Regions from separate parts of the Salmo salar genome. Here region 2 is linked to region 1. Evidence: chromatin contacts called from public Hi-C data. All regions are on one chromosome and are shown on one strand. Each heading gives the region's core, a stretch centred on a gene start, on an enhancer-like site or on the middle of the called end of the contact. The rest is flanking DNA. Distances are from core to core; before and after follow the strand shown.

The links. Hi-C and Micro-C count contacts between places; a contact is called where the count stands out from the background.
Region 2: a contact with region 1 is called in a Hi-C map of muscle, with 5 times the contacts expected there. The contact joins the enhancer-like site here to the promoter of gpam in region 1. A contact is called at or near these places in 3 of 3 Hi-C or Micro-C datasets (blood, gill and muscle).

Annotation. Positions count from the first base shown.
Region 1 is chrssa19:60,526,743-60,530,240 of Ssal_v3.1, reverse strand. It overlaps gpam (glycerol-3-phosphate acyltransferase, mitochondrial), which reads right to left and starts at 1,524. Exons shown (of 21, transcript XM_014158745.2): 1 at 1,334-1,524.
Region 2 is chrssa19:60,560,019-60,563,429 of Ssal_v3.1, reverse strand. gpam (glycerol-3-phosphate acyltransferase, mitochondrial) reads right to left here. Exons shown (of 21, transcript XM_014158745.2): 12 at 3,060-3,145; 13 at 2,678-2,793; 14 at 1,098-1,168; 15 at 360-624; 16 at 1-30. Among protein-coding and RNA genes, the nearest start is that of gpam, 33 kb to the right of the region's middle. Within about 2 kb of position 1,924, at least 9 of the 13 cell types and tissues checked have an H3K27ac peak or open chromatin away from gene starts, as enhancers often do.

The DNA.
Region 1 (3,498 bases), core at 275-2,774:
AATTATTGATGGTAGGACTACCACCATAACACCAAACACAGGCTTCATAACATTTTTAAAAGTATTATTTTTTTTATTACCTGGCTTCACTACTCCTGCCCCGAAAAAGCAAGGCAAACAGGGGTTTGGGACTTTGCTCATAGAAATCTTAACGCGTATGGACGCGTCACTGATCCGCTTCATTGCCTGTGGCCATCAATATTTACAAAACAATCTAAGAGAGCTATTATCATTAGTCCTATTAACAATGCTTCAATTGAAAGGACGATTGGGTCGGCAGGTAGCCTAGTGGTTAGAGCGTTGGACTAGTAACCGAAAGGTTGCAAGATCAAATCCCCGAGCTGACAAGGTAAAAATCTTTCGTTCTGCCCCTGAATTGGAAATAATAATTTGTTCTTAACTGACTTGCCAAGTTAAATAAAAGGTAAAATAAAAAATGATAGCTGTGGTACATTGACCTTTCACACATCTTGCAAGCTAGGCATAAGCTACTGCACACATCGCTTATTGGACTCATTAGCAGTTATACATATATTAATGTTTTCTTCCTAGAAAGGGACGCTGAGTAGGTCGTTTGCATGCCAAAACATCTTATCCATGCGTGGGTGGCTAGCTAGGTTAATCCGACTCACAAACTGCCTGTCAATCTTCACTAAACAGGTCAAATGAAGCCAGACAAGACAGATGCCATGGTGGGGGATCTTGACATCTTAACAAAAATGATTTCGCAATTTGTTATTGTAGTGAACATAAGTGACGTGTGAAAAACGTGAAGTAGCTTCATGGCTGAGTAAATTGCATAGGCAAGGACAGGTGCAGCGTGTTTAGCTATACAGCACAGGCTAGTTCACATTGTTGCCTGGTCATCAAATCACAGTTGGCTCGGTTGTTTAGATGGGATAGAGCTTTTGTCAAATTACGTCGAAAATCGTTTTTTGCATTTGAGCTAACCCTTTTTCTGACCTTGTTATCCTAATTATCCTAACATAATACGTTAATTATCATAACCTGCTGCGTAAGATAGAAGTTGCCTAGGTAGCGGATAGGAGAATTTACATGCACTAAACCTGTTATTAAAGTACATTTTGACAAAATCTGTATCCCTTCTAGACAAAACCAGTTGAAGCTAAGCTAACATAAGCTAGTACTATGACGCTATTTCATTCAATGGTCAACCTAATTCACTCAGGCTAGCTACCGTTAGTTTAGCTAGCATAACGGCTAGAACCACTATGCAGACAAACGCACCGACCCGTTTCATCAACGTCGTGGGACAAGCCAACACAACATTAGCTAGCGTTAAAATTTAAATAAAAAAGTTTCTCAGTCTTACCTTGTATACGACCTCTAGCTGCACCACCATGTCTTGAGAATATACCCCCGTTGGCGCAATGTTCTTCTTCGAGAGTTAATGGCAGACTATCACCAAAGATTTTTTTAAAGATAGACCAGAGCCTGTCGTTTCCAATGGGAGCAAATTAATCCTAGTTGGCCGAACAAGCAAGGAGGTGGGCAGAGACAAACACGAGAAGTGAGATCCTATTGGCGCGTTCTAGCATTTATTTGCATATTTCCATTAGGGAACGCCTACTATGTAAAGTGCGCGTGTGCAACAACTCAATTCGCCCATGCACTCCTTGTAAACGCCTTTTTTACTTTGGCAAAGTCTTCCAAACTCAGTCCACTCGGTTTGTTACAGATTCTAGTTTCGGAATCAGAAAACTGTACGGAGATCAAATGTTTATTATATGGGAAAATATGCAGAATGTCAGACAAAATCCATCTCGCTCCATCTTCTCCCACTGCCGGCCACTGGGCTTCCGCTCATCACCATATTTGGTAGTGAGTGGAAACGGGAACCGGTTGCTTCACATTTTTACATCCGGTGAAATATCTGGCCCATTGTTTTTTCTGTGCTACAACCTACTGAACAAAGGAGGTTAGTTTAGAAATCTATTTCATACTGGTGTATTGCCGCCACCTACTGTACCGGGTGAACAAGAAGAAGAAAAAAATCCATTGCAGGAAAGATGGCTCCCGCGAGAGTTTGAAAATGTTCCCATTGGTGTGGCAAAGGTTTGACGGTGCTAAATTGTTCCCTACAAGCCCCTGATCAAATTGATATATGATAGAATGCTTCCGTAGAGGCTATGTTTTTCACACCTTTATATAACTTGTTGAATAGGAGTCAATGGTCACAGGCTGATAAAGGCATATAATTAGGAATTAGAATACTTAATAGTAATTTATTAGGATCTCTATGGATAAAGGAGAAAAGTTGGAAAGTTCACATGCTCATTGAAAATTACTGTATCAAACAACAATGGAACATTCTATTGAGTGGATCTCACCTTCAAAACCATGGGATTTGGTAAATGTTTGCCATCAGATCTAATGACTTACCTAGACTGACTCATCATTGAAACAACAGTGTTACAAATAGCAGAACTACATATTTGTTTTATGGAAATTGCTCATACTGGGAAATAATAGTCCATGAGATGCCAATACAGTAGCATCTTAGTTTTCTAGAGTAGTTGCCACCTGTAATAGTCTGTTGTATAGCAATACTCATCATGCTAAAATGAAAGGTGTGCTCTGTCATTTGTTGAGTAGTCCCCAGAAAGATTTAGGTGAACACAAATTATCTCTAAAAAGGAACATTGGTGATTATAATCTACTCTGTCCCTGACCATCATGATCTTAATATTATGCTCTCTAACCGTACATGTTACAGTGAGCTCCAAAAGTATTGGGACAATGACAATTTTGTTGTTGCTTTGGCTCTGTACTTCAGCACTTTGGATTTTAAATGATACAATGACTATGATGTTAAAGTGCCGACTGTCAGCTTTAATTAGAGGGTATTTTCATCCAGAGCGACTTACAAATTGGTGCATTCACCTTATGATATCCAGTGGAACAACCACTTTACAATAGTACATCTATATATTTTTTGGGGGGAGGGTAGGGGGAAGGGTTAGAAGGATTACTTAATCCTATCCCAGGTATTCCTTAAAGAGGTGGGGTTTCAGGTGTCTCCGGAAGGTGGTGATTGACTCCGCTGTCCTGGCGTCATGAGGGAGCTTGTTCCACCATTGGGGTGCCAGAGCAGCGAACAGTTTTGACTGGGCTGAGCGGGAACTGTGCTTCCGCAGAGGTAGGGAGGCGAGCAGGCCAGAGGTGGATGAACGCAGTGCCCTTCTTTGGGTGTAGGGACTGATCAGAGCCTGAAGGTACGGAGGTGCCGTTCCTCTCACAGCTCCGTAGGCAAGCACCATGGTCTTGTAGCAGATGCGAGCTTCAACTGGAAGCCAGTGGAGTGTGCGGAGGAGCGGGGTGACGTGAGAGAACTTGGGAAGGTTGAACACCAGACGGGCTGCGGCGTTCTGGATGAGTTGTAGGGGTTTAATGGCACAGGCAGGGAGCCCCGCCAACAGCGAGTTGCAGTAATCCAGACGGGAGATGACAAGTGCCTGGATTAGGACCTGCGCCGCT
Region 2 (3,411 bases), core at 675-3,174, 33 kb before region 1:
GTTCCCGTAGCAATGCCAGAGCACTGCATGCTGAGAGGGCAACATTTTTTTTTTTAAATGAAGAAAAAAAAAAAAATGAAAAAAGGGGGACACAGAACGGATGGTGAGACGTCAAAATGAAACCGGTGTTGAGACATTGATGAAAATAAAATGTACATTAGTGGAGGCAATTCAATATATTCAAGTCATGTCTGCAAATTCTCTACAAAAAAAAAAGATAAGAAATCTGTACAGAACCCAAAAGGGACTGGCCGCAACACACAATTGGGAAACACGGATAAATTGGTGTACTTTATTTCACTCAATACGTTTCCCCATGTCAAAACAGAGTGGCGGAGTACAACGTGTGGTGCCAGTACCTATGATGGCGTCCGAGATAAAGACATGGAAGAGGCCGTTGCTGTAGAAGTTGAGCTCGAACAGCGCCGGCACCGTTTTGCTCGGGGCAATGGTGAACTCCGTGTTGCGGTTGGTGCTGGTCACGTTGACACAGTTGTCCAGGAGGTGGAGAGCGTGCATGACCACGTCCTCGGAGTTGCCGGAGAAGCCCAGATCAAAGTCCCGCGACAGGATCTCCTCCTTCATGTTGAAGAAGTCCTCCACCAGCTTGGACAGTGCAACCCCCTGGAGCAAAGGGGAGACACACAGACGTGGTGAAAAATAATACTTCCACAATGTTCATTCAAAAATGTTCATTCATAAAATACTTGCAAATGTTCATTCTATACTTCCACAAAGTATATACCAAGTATACTTTGAGTAGCAATGTGTAATTTTATTGACAACTTAAAATTGTAAAATCCACATTATGACATCATACCCAGCTAGGAGTAATTCCTTTTTAGATAAAATCAACAAAGTCAAAATCTGCAATGATCGGCTCATCTCGATGTGGGTTATGACTCAAGGCCCTCAAATCAGGAAGAGCCAATAAACAGCAGTCAAGGTAGATTCAAATTATTGTTGTTGACGTCTGTTAGCAGGGAGTTAAGCATAAGCGCATCAAACCATGAATGGGGATAAATTACTTTAATGCAAGGCCTTGAATCAAAAAGTGATCGTTGGATCTTATTCTTGTGAAAAGTAGGGCTGCTTACCTGTCTGTGTCTGTAAAGGAGCAGACAGGCTACAATGTGGGTGGACATGACCGCGGAGGACTTGTTAGCCGCTGTGGGAGGGAAACAGAGATTGCATGTTATCTGACCCGGGTCATAGTCAGGAAGCCCAGATGGATGACCGAGAGAAAGGACAGTAAACAGTGAGAGACTGTCTCTAAATAACATGACAGTGTCAGCTGGCGCTAAAACAGGTCAAGGCCTGTATTCCTAAAGCGTCTCAGAGTAAGGGTGTTAATCTAGGATCAGCTTGGACTTTTAGATCATAATGAATACAATTTCATGGACATGGGGACTTGATCTTAGAACAGTACTCCTACTCTGAGCCACTGAATACGGCCCTTGTGAAATTAGTCCTTTTGAACTCTCAACTAAGTAGACGAGATCTCACGTCTTCAAGTGAGATGGAGCTCTATAAAAAGGTGGAAAATTTGTTAGGGTTTGTGATTTCTATATTGTTCTAACAAAAAGGGACAAAAAAAAAAGGGTGCAAGATAAGAGGACTGGGAATAGCCTGAACATGATAAAGAGGGAGAAAGAGCGAAAGCAAGAGATAATTAGACGTGAGGGAGAGAACTAGACGCAAGAGGGAAAGAGCAAGAGTGTGTGTGGGTTTACAAAAAGGCATCATTTAATCCAATACAGTACAATCTGACTGCAGAGAGGGTGTCTTTAGTGCCTAATCTTGGGTTTAATGTCAGTCTGGGTGTAAAACATTTACAACTGCAGCCACTGATACTGCAATTCCACCCCTGACCAGATCCTCTATCCTCCCCTCGCTGGGATTGGCTGAAAACAACATGCCATATGGCTCTGTAGCAGCTGATTGGCTGACACGAATAGGACTAGCTGAGGAGAATGCCCCTGAATGAAGCTAGGGAGAACCGGTTTGTTTTCAGACCACAGCACAAAGCAGATTGTTGTCGGGGATCATGAAAAATGAAGTTCTAAGGTCATATCCTTCAGTGTAGGTTCTAAGTATAAGGATTTGTTTAGCAAAAAAGGGGGTGCTCTTGGAGAGAGGAGTGATAAGGAAAGTCAAAGTGCAGTAAGCAGATAACAAGAGAACAAATGTGAGGGGGACTAGATAAGTGGAGATCATATGAATAACAAGAGAACAAATGTGAGGGGGACTAGATAAGTGGAGATCATATGAATAACACAGGAAATATACTTTTTACAAATGCACACATTTTACAGGTACATAAGAACACGTGTTATATTATTAAAATAAACTGAATTGGATGAAGAGTCGTGGGCTGAAGAGTGCGCTACTCTAAACCAATTATCTGTATCTGAAAATGTAATGGGAGGCAATTGAACCATCATTTGCTTACGCTTTTAGTTGGTGGCCCCACTGACGGTGCACGTGGAGAGTGGCTTCAATAAATGACTACGCTAGGACTATAATAAAGTGCATACATTTCTTTGTATGCGTTTGTGATCCCTGCAGGAACTGAAACTGCCACTGTGGTGTTGCTAGCATCGTGCTCTTACCAACTGAGCCACACAAAACCAACATAGGACTAAGACCTATAAGAGGGGGTGTTATTGTTACTTACTGAAGAGCACGTGCTTGGCCAGGTTGGCGATGACCTGTCTTCTCCAGGGTTCGTCCGACAGGTCCCTGGAATTGGGCTGCTCCTCCTGCTCGCCCTCAAACTGGGCCTGATCCGGCCTGAACCAACACAGGGAGGGGGGTGGGGGAAAAATTCTAAAAGCTTTAACAAGAGCAAGGTATTGTGTTTCACTTGAAAACAGAATAACATTTAGTAAAAATACATGGAATCAGCACTATGTCCGTAATGTGTATGTTAAATGTTTTATTATGTGGTGGTATGTAAGCCTTTGAACATATTTACTTCCCACTTGGGAATAAAGTTCAATTAAATCCAATGGAATCACGTAGGCCTGGTACAAAAGACAGTGTGTATGTTTACATACTGTGCATCGATGATGGTGGGCACCAAGGTCTGTTCCAGGGAGAGGGTGGGAGGAATATGCCGACTTTTTTGCGTGTCCAGGTACTCCTTAAGGACACAAAAAGATAGGGCGACATCTTGCATGAGTAATTGGCAGTGAGCAAAATAAACATATTTCCAATCAATTGAAAGGTGAAGGCATGGCGTCACGCCGACCCTTGAACAACCGTTGACTAAACTCCTTGTTAAATATTCACCTGTTTAACACACATCATTAACGTTTCCTATTCTAACATTTCCTATGAAATTGTGCTGTAGATTGAGTTTTACAGTATTTTTTGCACAGATCAAGGCTGGGTTTCCAGATAGCGATG